Linked DNA regions of Rattus norvegicus: region 2 is linked to region 1. The links are chromatin contacts, called in public Hi-C maps. All regions are on one chromosome and are shown on one strand. Each heading gives the region's core, a stretch centred on a gene start, on an enhancer-like site or on the middle of the called end of the contact. The rest is flanking DNA. Distances are from core to core; before and after follow the strand shown.

Region 1 (7,212 bases), core at 3,353-5,852:
GCTGGGCGTTCCCAGAGGAAAGGGAGGGGCTCTGGAGGATGACAACTTTCCGAGGAGATAGCAAGCGTCTTTTCGCCTTTCTACAGCTCACCCAGCGCTTTCACGGTGCGCCAGACGTTTGGCCCTGTTTAACAGACAAAGAAACTAGGCCCAGGGTTACGGGCTAGTCAAGGTCATGCAGCTAGAACAGGAAAGAGACAGAGCCGAGACTCGAACTGCTTCCTACTGAGAATTCCGGACTAGAGAAAAACGGAAAGAAAAAAAAAAAAAAAGAGGATGAGTTAAACAACCGTAGTTGAAATGACTATCTAAAGAATAAGGTTGCCTCGAATAAGATAGTACTGTTTGATGTTAAGGCAGAGTAAGGATAGCCTTAACCAGAAGAGCAAAACCTCTGGAGAAGGGAGAATGAATACCACTTCTTGCATTTTTCCAAACACTGGGTGTCTCTGCTCCCTGCCTACGAAAGACCGTTCTAGGCTGCAGCCACAACCACCACCCTCTCTGATCTTGAAGGGGAGGCGGAGCTGGAAAGTGAGAAAAGAAGCGGAGGAGGATATGGGGTGGAGTCAGTGGTGAGAATAAGTCCCGTGATACATGAGGTCACCCCTCCTGGGAGTGCGTCACTCGTGAGGAATGCCACAACACCCTAGCCTTGGGCAGGCTGAGTCAAATATCACTTCCGCGTATTCTCATCTTCCAGTCTCAAGTTTGGCGGAAGACACTTGCAAAAGCCCCTTCTCTTTGCCTTCGGTGACTCAGAAGTACACCGACTCCGACTCATCTAAAAATAAGGGAAGAACAGACAGGATTTAAATAGACAAGTTATTAGGGAGAAACTCCGCTATCTCCTGGAGTCCTAAATACCCTGTTTGGTGTTTAGAAGTTTCAGATCGTCCCCAAAGTTTCCTACATTTTGGTCTTCCTGGAAACCACCAAAAGCATTGTGCAAAGGACAGAGATGAAAACTGTCAAAACTAACTTAGCGTGTGTTCTGCTAATTTCCCTTACCCCCTTGCCACTACCCTTAGCTTGTGGTCTCCCGGTCTCCATTTCTCACCCTGACTTTATGTGTATGTCTGGATGATAGGGATGCTGACTAGCTAGTTGAGTGTGAGCCCTAAATGCCCTATCACTTTTTTTAAACTTTATTTTATTTTTCTGTGAACTAATGTTTTGCCTGTGTGCATGCCTGGGCACCAGTCGTGTGCAGTGTTTTCAGAGGGTGTCATATCAACTAGAACTGAAGTTTTAGCTGGTTGTGAGCCCCTATGTGTGTGCTGGGAATCAAACCCTGATCTGCAAGATCTCTTAGCTGAGATAGAGGATAGATAGATAGATAGATAGATAGATAGATAGATAGACAGACGGATGACAGGCAGATGGGCAGGGATAGAGCATGGTGCTTAGATAGATAGATAGATAGATAGATAGATAGATAGATAGATAGATAGATAGATAGACAGGCAGATGGGCAGGGATAGAGCATGGTGCTTAGATAGATAGATAGATAGATAGATAGATAGATAGATAGATAGATAGATAGATAGGCAGATGGGCAGGGATAGAGCATGGTGCTTAGATAGATAGATAGATAGACAGACAGACAGACAGACGGATGACAGGCAGATGGGCAGGGATAGAGCATGGTGCTTAGATAGATAGATAGATAGATAGATAGATAGATAGATAGATAGACAGGCAGATGGGCAGGGATAGAGCATGGTGCTTAGATAGATAGATAGATAGATAGATAGATAGATAGACAGACAGACAGACAGACAGACAGACAGGCAGATGGGCAGGGATAGAGCTTGGTGCTTACTTAGCATACACCAGGTTAGATTAAATAAGTGAAACAGTACCATGAAGTTAGGGACAAGTAGATCCCGTGGAACAACATACCCTGGTGTAAGAGAGTTGAAAGAATGATTTTGAAGTTGAGGACCTTGCAGTCTCATATGTCCCGTCATTGCAAACAACTCTGGTGGGTGCAATTACTAAGTACTTGTTGGGTGCAAGTCACCACAGTAAAGACTAGTGAGCCTTAGTTTTGTTTATAGAACTTTGGGATTTGTGAAAGACCAGAGTTTTCCTTTCATTCTAAAATTCTGCTCCTGAGGACCAGCAAGACAGTTCAGTGAATAAAGCCATTTCTACCAAGCTTGGTGCTGTCCATTCAGTTCCTAGTACACACACGGAAGCAGTGAGGCTGCTCCACAAGTTGTCTTCTGACCTCTACACACATACTGTGACACTTCCGTGTGTAATTATAAACTAATGTAATTTATAAATGTAATACATAATAAATACATTACAATAATGTGATTATAAATTAAATGTATTTATAAATTAATATTTATAATGTAATTATAAAGCAAAATCATGAAGCCAGGCATGGTGGTGCTTGCCATTAATCCCAGCACTTGTGAGGTAGAGGCAAGTTGATCTCTGTGAGTTTGAGACGAGCCTGGTCTACAAAGCAATGTCCAGATCAGCCAGAGCTGTTATATAGAGAAACACTGTCTTGAAAAATGCATAAATAAATTAAATAATAAATAAATAAATAAAAGCATCGGTTCATTTTTCCATGTTGAAGTCTCTGATATCAATAACCTTGAGAACAGCCTGGATCCCAGAACTCATTTCTCCACCTATTCCTGATTGTATGATTTGGCTCTAGCCCTATGTAATAAGGCTCCATCAAGGTTGAACCAGGTTGAACTAGGTTGAATGATAGAAGGCTTTGAATGCCATCATCATTGCACTCTGGAGCTTGCTCCCAAAAAGTGCTGCTGCCGAAAAGTTCAGAAATGCTCCTGGAACAAGTTTGATGGAGTCATTTTGCCAGAGAGCACCTATGAATTCAAACCATTCACTAAGGTGCTTCTTGAAAATTTTCTCCACAGACAGGAAAGGTAGAATCTCAAAAGCAACTTTCGATAGAGCAATTGTTCCATCCATGCACTGTTCCAAATTTGTTTGTTCAGCACGTATGTAGTCATTTGGGCATATGATGCTTCCATCCAAGTCTGGTTCATGATCTCCTTTCAAGGGGACCGGAATTTAATTGATAAGAATCCAAACAGCAAGGACCTAACCAGGGCTGGGAGTTGAGCCAATGAGTGGCAGCACTTGGCGGGTAGGAGTTGAGGTGCGTTTCAGCTTCAGCATGGCCTCGTTTTCCCAAGGTGACCTGAGGGTCTTAACTCGGCAACTTGGTGTTTGATTTGCTTCAACCCACTTCAAATCTTCCCAGATGATCCAATAACAAGTCTAATCAGAAGTATACAAAAGTGACCAACTATGGAAGACATTTCAAGAGATACAAGAACTCATTCCTTAACACCTTCCTGGTGGGGCACAGGTGTCTCATAAGAAGGGCCATCTTTATCCTGCACTGGTGTTGTGAGGTATGATCGCTCAGAGACTCCAGCCACTGCAGGAGACTCCACATCCCTGGGAATAGGTAGCACATAAATATCAAGCTGCCAGTGGCTGGATGAAACTGCTCTGTGCTCATGGTTTAGCATAGACAATGTGTCGATATCTGTTTCCCTCCTCTTGCCGATTCCTGGGTGAGGGTCTGTTGCATCTCCAGGATATTCTCTGCAGTCACTACTCAACTTGAAATCCAGTGAGAATCCGATGTCTACTGGCTCAGTCTCTGTATGTTCAACCTCATCCCCAGAGGAAGGCAATTCAACGGGGTCTGGCTTTCTCCTTTTCTCTGACCTTTGGGCATGTTCTTATGTTTTCATTTTAACCCCAGGAGTGGGGATATGGAGCTGCTTCAGACTGCTTTGCTGAAGCTATGATTGCCTCATGCGCTATCAGGGCACCATTTTGCCAGCTGCAAGCAGTTTCTGCCGTTATGTGATATTTGGAATTCCAGGATTTTTTCAGAGGTTAGATAAATACTAGAGGCCCAATAGGTTGGTTTGGTGGTTGTTGATCGTTCAGGGAGTGTTGGTTGCAATTTGTTAGTGGTTGTGCTCAATAAAGAAAGAAGAAAGAATTTAGGTTCAACGATCCCTGTCTGTCTGCACTCTCTCCTTTCTCTCCTATGATGATGTGACTTTGACTGTGTGCAGGAGGATGTAAGACTAGATGACTTGGAAAATGCGGGGGAGGAAGGTCAAGAGAGCATTGAGATCCCTTCCATTACTCCATACGTGATCAAATATGAGCAAGCTCATGTACTGGGCACCCACACACTCCAGACTATAATTTGTGTCTCTGGTGAAGCTGAACAAGGAGACAGACATTGCCATGATAGAACACCAGAACCAAAAGATTCCCCATTTGTCAATCTCTGCCAGACGGGAGTGAACTGAGCATCATCACCAACTGAGCAGAGCTGTTACTGGACTACAACAGGGCGCTGCAGTTACAAATGACTGTCACCCTTTCACTTCCTCTATTAAAAAGCAATAAAGCATCTAGTTGTAGTATACACCTTTGTTCCAGCGCTCGTGAGGCAGAGTAAGGAGGATCTCTGCAGTTCAAGGCCAGACTGGACTATGAACGAAAATAAGGAGACTGGAGAGATGGCTCAGTGGTTAAGAGCACCGACTGCTCTTCCAGAGGTCCTGAGTTCAATTCCCAGCACCCACACGGTGGCTCACAACCATCTGTAATGGGATCTGTTGCCCCCCCCAAAAAAATGAGAGCATGACCGCCCCTAGGTATGGTTGAGGAAAAGGTTTTACACTGGACAGGAGGGAGAGGACAGCCAGAGGCATCTGGAATGATCCAGACTGAACTGGGCTGTAAGGGCCTTGAGAGGAAAGGCAGGGAGAGAGAGAGAGGGGAAAGACAAGAGAGAAGGGGGAAGTGAACTAAGAGAGGAGAACCAAGAGCCAGCCAGGAGACCAGAAAAACAAGTGCAAAATCAAAATGGCTTGGTTATGTGGAAATCAAAGAAACTGTAGGAAAAGAAACAAAGTGAAGATGGAGAGCTTTAGTTGGAGAACTTTAGGGGAGCGGAGGGGTTAAAAGTGCTAGGAGGAGCCACAGGTACTGAGACTCGATCCAGGTTTCTTTGGGACCTAACAGACCTGCCAGGACCACATAGTGAAACATAGTTTGGATAGGAAAAGATTTAAAATTTATGTAAGGTCTGAGGATGTGAAAACTTCTAAGAAAGTATTTAAGGGTCTAGGAAGGTGTTTTGAGGTTGGTCAATGGAGGTTATGAAGGTTAGAGGATATGAAAAAAACTTTGAGAGTGATAGGAAAGTAATTGAAAATATTTATCATTTTGTAAACTTAAAAAAGATTCTTATAAGCTTCAGGGAATCCATTTGCATCCACCCCTCACAGGTCAAATGGACTCCAGACGAGTACTGTCAATCAACAGTTTCCCTCTCACCTGCCTATTTCTTTTTTTTTTTTCTTTTCTTTTCTTTTTTTCGGAGCTGGGGACCGAACCCAGGGCCTTGCGCTTGCTAGGCAAGCGCTCTACCACTGAGCTAAATCCCCAACCCCTCACCTGCCTATTTCTAAGAGTAAGATCTATTCCCCTTTCCCTGGAACACCCACCAGCCCCACACCTTCACCTCCTCCAAGTATCAAGACCATAAGCCTAGAAGTTTCAAATGTACAACCAAGAAAAGATTTTTTGTCCAAAAACTCCTTAACTTTTATCTTCTGCCCCTGACACAGACACAGACACAGACACAGACACACAGACACACAGACACACACACACACACACACACACACACACACACACACACACACACACACATCTGTTCCAGCATCCTGCCAAGTCCAGGTGTTTACTCAGAGCCTGCATTCAGGACAGCTCAAAGCAGTTACCCACAGGAGCTCTGGCCCAGCCTCACAGACTGCTTCAGCCAGGCCTACACACTCCTACCTCTAGGCAGTCTCACAGCCTGGACAGCAGTGAAACAACCAGCTCTTCCTGGACTTGGCCAACATTCCAGCTTTTGCTCCCCCACCCCCCAGTAATGACACCCTATTGTCAGCGGGAAGTAGTCACAGACAACTACTTTACCCCTTATTTACTATCAAGAAAAGGCTGGGGTATTTGGTTTCAGACCCATGGACAGGGGGCTTATGTGCTTATTTTACATACCAAAGCAGACCTGGCCTCCAGGTTCTCCCAGCATCCCTCAGTCCTTACCTGGCACACCCCACCCTCAACCTTGATCTTCCCAGCCCAGGTGCTCAGACGCCCTTCTCCTAGACACTCTTCCCTATATCCTCTCTCCTTCTCTCCCTCTCTTTGTGTCTCCACTGCTTCTCTATCATTATCCTCCCCTCTTTTCTTCCCTGTGGCAACTTCCCTGGCCTCCTTCCTCGGGGCCATTGAACTCGCCTAGAGGAGACCAGCTTCTCAATAAACCCAAGTGCGTGTGTGCTTGTGTGTTAATCTGATGTGAATTGGCTCATTTCACTGGCAGAGAAAAACCTATCAGAGTCCCTGTCTCAAATCAAACAAAATGTTAAAAATTCTTGAAGTAAAAATAAATGGACTGTTAGGATAGCTGGGCACATAAAGCTCCTGCCAGGCAAGTCTAACGACCTGAGTTTGACTCCTGGAAACCAGAGTGGACGGTTGACTTCAGAAAGTTGTCCTCTGACCTCTATCCACATTTGTACAGGGCCGCACTCGTGCTGGCGTCCACTTTAAGGTACATCATACGCAACACACAAACTCGTACAGATTAATAGTAAAATTCTGACATGTTTTTAGTAGCAGTAACAGGAGCCTGGGGTAGTGAGTTCCTAATTTTATGGGCAAGAGTAGACTCTGATTCCCAGAACTCACCTCTAACCGCCAAGGACTGAGATGATCATAAAGACCGAGAGTTGTCGGGGGGTGGGGTGGGGGTGGGGGGACAAGTCAGTGTGGACTTCGGAGTGTTTGCTTTTGATTCCTGAGGGGAAGGAAATTCCATTCCAAGAGATTCCTTACCCTTTCAGAAATAGTGGAAACTGCAAGAGGAGGAGATGGGGGTGGGTGAGGGAAGGAAGGGAGGAGTTTCTTCCTAAGCACAATGGTTATAATCAGGGAACGCTGGAATCACCAGTGCAGTTGTGTAGCCAGACTTAGGACATGGCTACAGTTATTTCTGTCTGACACTGAGTTTTTCTTGTTTCACACACATGTTTTCCCACCTAGGAAAAGAGAGAACGTCACTGAAAGAGAAAGAGAGCTCTCAGGGCTCAGGCCTGCTGGTAT
Region 2 (7,212 bases), core at 3,072-5,571, 220 kb before region 1:
TGACTGTATGCTAGTGACTTTTTATTTTTATTTATTTTTATTTTTTTTCTTTTCTTTTTTTTCGGAGCTGGGGACCGAACCCAGGGCCTTGCGCTTGCTAGGCAAGCGCTCTACCACTGAGCTAAATCCCCAACCCCTTTATTTTTATTTTTTATTGTTTTATTTTATTTTAATTTGAGACAGGGTTTCCCTGAGTAGTCCTCCCTATCCTGGAACTTGCTGGCCTCAAACTCAGAGATCAGTCTTCCTCTGCCTCCTGAGTGCTGGGATAAAAGACTTATTTTTAAATACCCCAAGTCCTGAAGGTTCCATTAACATCTCTGTTAAGATAGAGGTACCTTAACACCATTTAGAAAAACATCTTCCACTCCAGGGTAACTTTAGCTTTCCCTTCCAAAGGCAAATCAATTTATCCCAACAAAGGAATGTGGCTGGCCACATCAGATGTGTCTTGACTGCAGGTGGTCTGTGCCTTGTGTGATGGGAGTCACCTGTGATCGCAGCACTTGGGAGGTAGAGGCAGGAGGATCAGGGGTTCAAGGTGATCATCAGCTATAAAATGAATTGGAGGCATGGAACTATTTAAGATCTTGCTTCAAAAAGAAACAAAAGTTTGGTTTTTTGTTTTTTTTTTTTTTTTTTTTTTATGGATCTTAGGCAGTGGATGCACTAAACTCTGAAGCTACCACCAGTCCCCCAACCCCCAGGGAGAATGCTTGTTGCATGCTAGGGTTGAGCATGCAGAGGCTGGTACAAGAACTATCCCTACTGGAGCTCGAAAAGATGGGCTACATCTAGGAATATAACTTCTCAAACTGTAAGTGAAACAGTCTTCCCTCAGAAGACCCGAAGCAGATGACAGTGGGGAGAAAACAGATCTGGGATTAAGACTCAAGCTTTTCTAAACCTGTTAGACACAAGTTCCTTTAAGAGAATTTCCACTCGTAGGGAGGGAAAAAAACAGGAGTGCACACAAACAGGGCCTTTGATCATTCTCTTATAAAAAAGCCCAAACCAGGTTTTTCTGAAACCAATCAAGATAAAATATAATCTGTCTCAAATCAACACGAATGTATCAAGATGACCTTTCTCGAAGAGCTGAAGGATTCATGTTGTCTTCACAAATCCTTTTGTCTTTGTTGGCCAGCTGTCTTATCCTGACGTTTTGAACAAGTGTTAATGCTAGCTTTTTCTTCCAAATTAAAGCTATGATAACTTCACGGACTTGTGTCACCTGGTGCTTGACTGTTGCTATCCAAACGGTGATCCCAAAAGCTCAGAATGGATGACCTGTGAGGCTCCACTCTCTACTCTAGTACTTCAGAGCCTCATTCTGCCCAAGAGACAAAGGCCTCACCATGAGTACAAGGGGCAGCTTCCTTGTTATTTCAGTGCCTGTTGCCTTAAAACTTTTATTGCTCTAGACAGCTTGGGTGACAAAAGGCTTTTGTAGGTTTGTGTCTAAAACTCTCATTTCACTTGTAACTCAGACAGTGCTGGTGCCTTACTAGAAAAGCTGAGCCGTTCAGTTCAAGGCAATGTTTTCACCAATATTCTATCACATATCAGCAAACATTTAAACAGTAAAATGACTCGTCTTAAAGGTTTTGTTCTGCTTTAAAAGGCAGGGTCTTATTTATGTTAGCTCCAGCTGGCCTGGAACTAAGTCTGCCTCAAGTGCTGCTGGGATTAAAGGCATTTGTCAACACATCTGCCATTTTGATGGTGTTTTAACTCATCAGCCAAAACAAAACAAAAACTTAAGTATTTTTTAAAACTCCTAAGATTCTATAATTTCAGGCATTATCAGTATCCGTTAAAGGCCCTAACTAGGTTGGATACCATGATCCCCCCACCCCCAAAATCACAGTATGTAGATGTTTTACTGGGAAAAGAAACAGACATGAACATTCCCAACTGTGCATGGGTTTAACCCTAAATTCTAGCTACAGACCATGGCTGAATGTAAAAGGTGAAGGGTTTTCTAGCATTTCCTGACTTCCTTCTCACAATTTAAATAGATGCTGAGGGATTACACGACGTCCTCCTACCCCACGGCTCTCTCCTAGATGGATGCTGGAGTAGAGGTGTGCACGTACCACTGACATTCATAGGGTGCTGGGGATTGAACCCATGGCTTTCTGCTTTTGAGGCAAACACTCTACCAAGCGCCACCGATGCTCTGGCAGAGCCCTGCCTTCCATTACTGCTCCCTGACTCAGCGAGCCACATCTTCCTTCTTCATGAGCACAGGCTTTTAGCAAAAGACCACATGATAGGCATTTTTAATTTTAAAGAATTTTAATACAAACTTAATATAAACTATTTCAGTCCCTCTTAACATGTAAGACACTGACTCAAAATACTTTTATACCGTTTTTTTTTCAAGTATTGCACAATATAGGTACAAAATTAATATTTACGATTACATTTTCTTCCATAATATATAGCAAAAATCTTTAAACCTTTAACAGAAAATACATTTTTTTGAAAAAGCAAATATTCGTACATTTTAATTCCACCACTAAAGGAATATCCTGTACACAATTTTCAGAATAGTTGATGTCTTTAAGATGGATATTTTACAATTTCAGTAAAAAAAATACAACATGAAGCCGCTGCCACAGATCACTGTAGTAAAAAGATAGAAATGCAATACCGTGTCGTAGAAACAATATATATATGTATATATATATATATCCTCTGATAGTTTACAAACTTTGTACTAAATTAAATTATACAATTAGAAAAGACCAATAAACCCACTTATTAGTGCCAATTTTTTATATATATATATAAAAAAAAATCAGCCATGTCCTTGCTATATCTTAAATACTGTAAGAGGCCATATCTGAAAGTATACTTTAAAATATACAGTCAGTATAAAATAACATTGTGCTTGGTTGGCAAATGAAAAAAGATGCATGTTTTATTTTGTGACCAAGCTTGAATGTATCCTTACTATAAGCTTAAAAAAAAAATCTCAAGGAGGCAAAAAAAAAAAAAAAAGTCCCCCTTGGGCCGATGCATTTTAACTTGTACGACACATGTTCTCTCTTTTCCTGTTTTTTTAGTTAGCCATTACGGGCTGGAACTGCTGGTTAGAATACTGAATGTTATTTAAGCTAAAATTCAAGCCGTCTACGAAAGACTTCTCGTTGAGGCCTCCGTAGGCCGCAAACACATCAAAGGCATTACTGTACTGGAGGGGACTGAGGTTAAGGGGGCTGTCACCTGGGAACATTCCATTGGTACTACTACCTTGACCCTGCATGTTAGGAAAAATAAATTCCTTGGCATTGGGAGAAAGAGCAGAGGTTTGCTGCTGCGGCTGCTGCTGCTGCTGTTGCTGCTGCTGCTGCTGCTGCTGCTGCTGCTGCTGCTGCTGCTGTGGAGGTGGTGGCGGCGGTGGTGGCTGGGATGGCGGCTGCTGCGGCTGCGGCTGAGGCTGCTGCTGGCTGCCCAGGCCCAGCCCGTACAGAGAGTGCATTGAGGAAGAGATGGCTTTCTGCTTCAGGAGGTCGTTCACATTGACATTCAGGCCCAGGCTGATGGGAGAAGTGCGTGCTACCTTGCTGCTACGGCCACTGTTCTTCATTTTGGTGGAGCCAAACTTGGTGGCAGCAAAAGTGGCAGTGGTAAAGGTTAAAGGCTGAGTGGACCGGGGCATGAAGGTGGGGCTGACGGCAGCAGAATGGCCAAAGGGAGGCGACGGCGAGCTGGACACAGAGGAGGCTGGGTCGCTTATGGGCATGAAAACCTGGGCCTCAGGGTTAAAGCTGTTCTTGATCTCCTTATCCAGCTCACACCCGTTCTCATTACTGTCATCTACGTACAGCACCTTCACTGGTCCCTTCTCACCGATTTGGTAGGAAACCTCAAACGGGTCGATCCACACGCTCAGATCCTGCGGCAGATTGCCACGAACATCGTCAATGTCCAGACCACTCTCTTTGGACGCTTGCTCGATCACCGGGTCCACCTTCTCCCCTACGTGTATGCATCTAAACCCTGAGCCTTTGTATGGCTTCTCAGGATACCAATGCCCTTCATATTTCTGTTTAAGAAGTCTTTCAAGTTCTTCACCAAAAATGTTGACACGTCTCCTGGGAAGCTTATTGTACAAATAGGAAATAATAAAATTTAGTGCTACTTGAATTTCAAGCTGCATAGCTGCGATGCCACAAAAGGTAGGTTTGTTTCAACTCCTCCACCAGAAAAATAAAATTTAAAAAAAAAATCAGTTTGTGGCAGAGAAACAAATTCTCATTCAAAGTGCTGGTACTAGAAGATTATCCTTCAACCTTCCGTGGTCTTGTTCCTTTAAGAAAACAAAACAAAAGCAAACACATCCAAGTGAGCTCAATGGACTAGCTCCAAAAGCTTTTTACCTGAAGCAGTTTTATTTTTGAAAGTGTCTACTGGGCTAGAAAGACTGGAAAATACCGCTACAGAATAAAGGAACAGACCACAAAACAATCTCTTGCTAAAGTTCAAGACAGGTTTATAGTTAAAACAGCACTCTAAGCGATTACACACCGTTTGGGAGCAGGACTTAGGGAACCTCCAGAGTATGTATCCTGTCTTTCTAGTGTTTACTAACGGGTACTGCACACTCATCCACCCCCCCACACTCCACTTGTACAAGTTGGTCACTAGTTTCCTTGCTGGTCACCATTTTAGAAGTGACTCCCGAGTTCCTTTTGGAAACATCACATTTAAATCTGCTTTATGTTAAATATTGGGAAATGTTATTAAGTTACAAAAATATTCTGAATTTTCAAAGTGTATGGTACAAAAATTAAAGGTACTAAATGGACTGTTACCTTGGTAAATGAAACCAAATTATCCCCTCTACATTTAACCATGCCAAGGGTTTTCACACAACTTGCTCTTCTGGGAGCCTTTTTCTTTTTTTATTGTGTACTGCCTCCTCCTACATTCTGAAATTCCTCTCAGCTGCAAGTATAAGAAAAACAAGCAGCTTAAAACTCTTATTGATTACTCTGTTTAAAGGGCAGAGTTTCTGAGTTTCGTTCTAATTTTCAAAAAACCATCTCCTTCCCTCTTCGGATAAACGACAGTCCCTGGAGAGGTTGGAGGGATAAGGTCGACCTTTAAACGTTTGCTGGATCAGCACTGGGTGGGGATAAGAAAAGATCAAGGGCAAACAGAGGTATTTCCAAGGGAGAGCTATTTGTACAACGAGGTTGATCAAAAAGGGCATTTAAAATAATCAAACTGGTCTTAATCTGTCTGTTCCATTTGCCATATTCTTGGTGACAAAGGGCAAAGAATCTTTCCTGTAGCCCCCAAACTACACTTTTCAAGCCGAAACCCAAGTGCAGGCAGAGAAAGCAGATTCAGCTGGATTGCTTAAAGGTGCAGCCGAGCCCAGACAGGCTGGGTGGAAGGTGGTTTTTAAAGCAACGCCTTAACATAGGACTGTGAAGAATTACATAAACAGCCAGTTGGGTCTCATTAGATTTCTGCTCACAGCGCCGGGAGCCCGAGCGCTATAGCAGCAGCAACAGCCGGAGGTGGTGGTGGAGGAGGAGGAGGAAGAGGAGGAAGACTACTAGCCTTGCTCCGGGAGGAGGAGCTCGGCCGGGGGAAAAGGAGAGTAGGCTCTCTAGCCACCCCAGGGACGCGGCCCCGGGCACCGGCAGGTCGCGGGGCGGGCCGCCCTGCCTTCCCCTCCCCCGCCGTAACCTGACCCTGCCGTCCCCCCCTCTGCTCCCCGCTCGAGGCTCCTGGGACCTAGCCAGCATCCCGGAGCACCGGTCCCGGCCCGATCCCTGTATCCCGGCGCTCCCTCCCCCTGCCTGGGCGCCGCTGCCCCCACCCCGGGTGCTCCCTCTTCCCGGTTGCCGGCCGGCCGCCGAGCCTCGGGACCCGGTCCCCGGAGCCACTCCATTCCCTTGGGTCCCCGCGGCCGCCCCTCCGCACCCGGGCTCGCAGGACGCTGCAGCCACTCCCTCGGCCCCTAGCCGCCGCCCCACTGTACTTACAGGCTGCTCCGGAGCTGCGGCCGCCGCCGAGCAGCGGCTGGGCGGGGGAGAAGGGGCGGCGGGCGGGGGCGCGGGTGGGTCGGGAGCGGCGAGGCGGCCGGGTGCAAGACGTCGCCACCGCCGGACGCGCGACGGACGCCTCGGGCGGGCCCGGGAGCTCGCTGCTCTGGCTCAGGGGTGGCGGGGACGGCAGGCTTACACAAGCGCGCTCGCTTCTCTATACAGCCCGGTGGCCCGGCCCTGCGTCCCCGTACAGCGCCCTCAGCGCGCCGGGCCAGAGCTTCGCTCCTTCTGCCGCGGCGCGCGCCCCGCCTCTCGTTTTATAGCCTCCTCCCCACCCCCAGCCTCCGCGGGGGTGCGCGCTGCTCGCGTCACAGTCCCGCCCTCCCCACCCGGCACCCCGGGGCCGCGCCGACTCCGCCCCTGCCCTGCCCCCCGACGCCATTGGCCAAGTCCCGCCTGCCCACGTCAAGACAGCCGCTGATTAGATGGTCACGCCTCCCGAACGCCGCTACCACCAATCATCTGACAGGCCCGAGAGGCCGGGGGCGGGGTTAAGGGGGGCCTTGGAGCGGGATTGGAGGAGGGAGATAGGGGTGGGGCGGCAGGGCGCCGGAGGCCTGAGGGGGAGGGGGAGAGAGGGGGAGCAGGTGGCGACCGGGCGGAGGCCGACCGGGAGGGGCGGCCGAGGCTGGGGGAGGGAGGGCAGAGTACACGGAAAAGGCTGCTTCCGAGTGCGACTGCGGCTGAGGAGAACCCCACTCTTGGGCGAGCTATCCTGTGGGTCTCCAGCCCACCCCGGGGTGACCCGGACTCGTGCTCCGATTCATTGAGTATTAATCCCCGCAGGACCTAGGCCAACTGCCACCCCGAGAGTGACAACTGCAGAACCTGGGGGCGGGGAAGGGAGGCCACGTTGCTGCACCTCCCGCCCAGGTGACAGTTTAACTGCCTCTGCAGCCCCCCTGGCCAGATTTCCCCGGGTCACCTGGCAGCAGCTCGGACATGAGGGTTGCTTGAGACCGTAAGAAAGAAATTGTCTTATATCAAAGATCCCGGAGAGCGACGCGCTGCCAAACTGCCTATGTGACTGTGTATGCGCCCACGCGTGCATTTTGAGGGCTTTCACCCAGGCCCACAAAATAAACACGGTGCCTTGCTGAGGAACCTGCTGGTTTCTGAACTGTGCACGGGTGTCTAG

What was found. A called contact is a pair of places that touch in the nucleus more often than the background predicts.
Region 2: a Hi-C map of frontal cortex shows a contact between it and region 1, with 3 times the contacts expected there. The contact joins the promoter of Tob1 here to the promoter of Ebln1 in region 1. A contact is called at or near these places in 2 of 12 Hi-C or Micro-C datasets (frontal cortex and hepatocytes).

What each region holds. Positions count from the first base shown.
Region 1 is chr10:79,432,937-79,440,148 of GRCr8, reverse strand. Ebln1 (endogenous Bornavirus like nucleoprotein 1) reads right to left here and starts at 4,602. Exons shown (of 5, transcript XM_039087860.1): 1 at 3,511-4,602; 2 at 3,306-3,509; 3 at 3,097-3,134; 4 at 2,981-3,094; 5 at 2,596-2,978. The coding sequence starts at 3,533. The coding sequence ends at 2,725.
Region 2 is chr10:79,657,102-79,664,313 of GRCr8, reverse strand. Tob1 (transducer of ErbB-2.1) reads right to left here and starts at 4,321. Exons shown (of 1, transcript NM_133317.2): 1 at 2,283-4,321. The coding sequence starts at 4,171. The coding sequence ends at 3,071.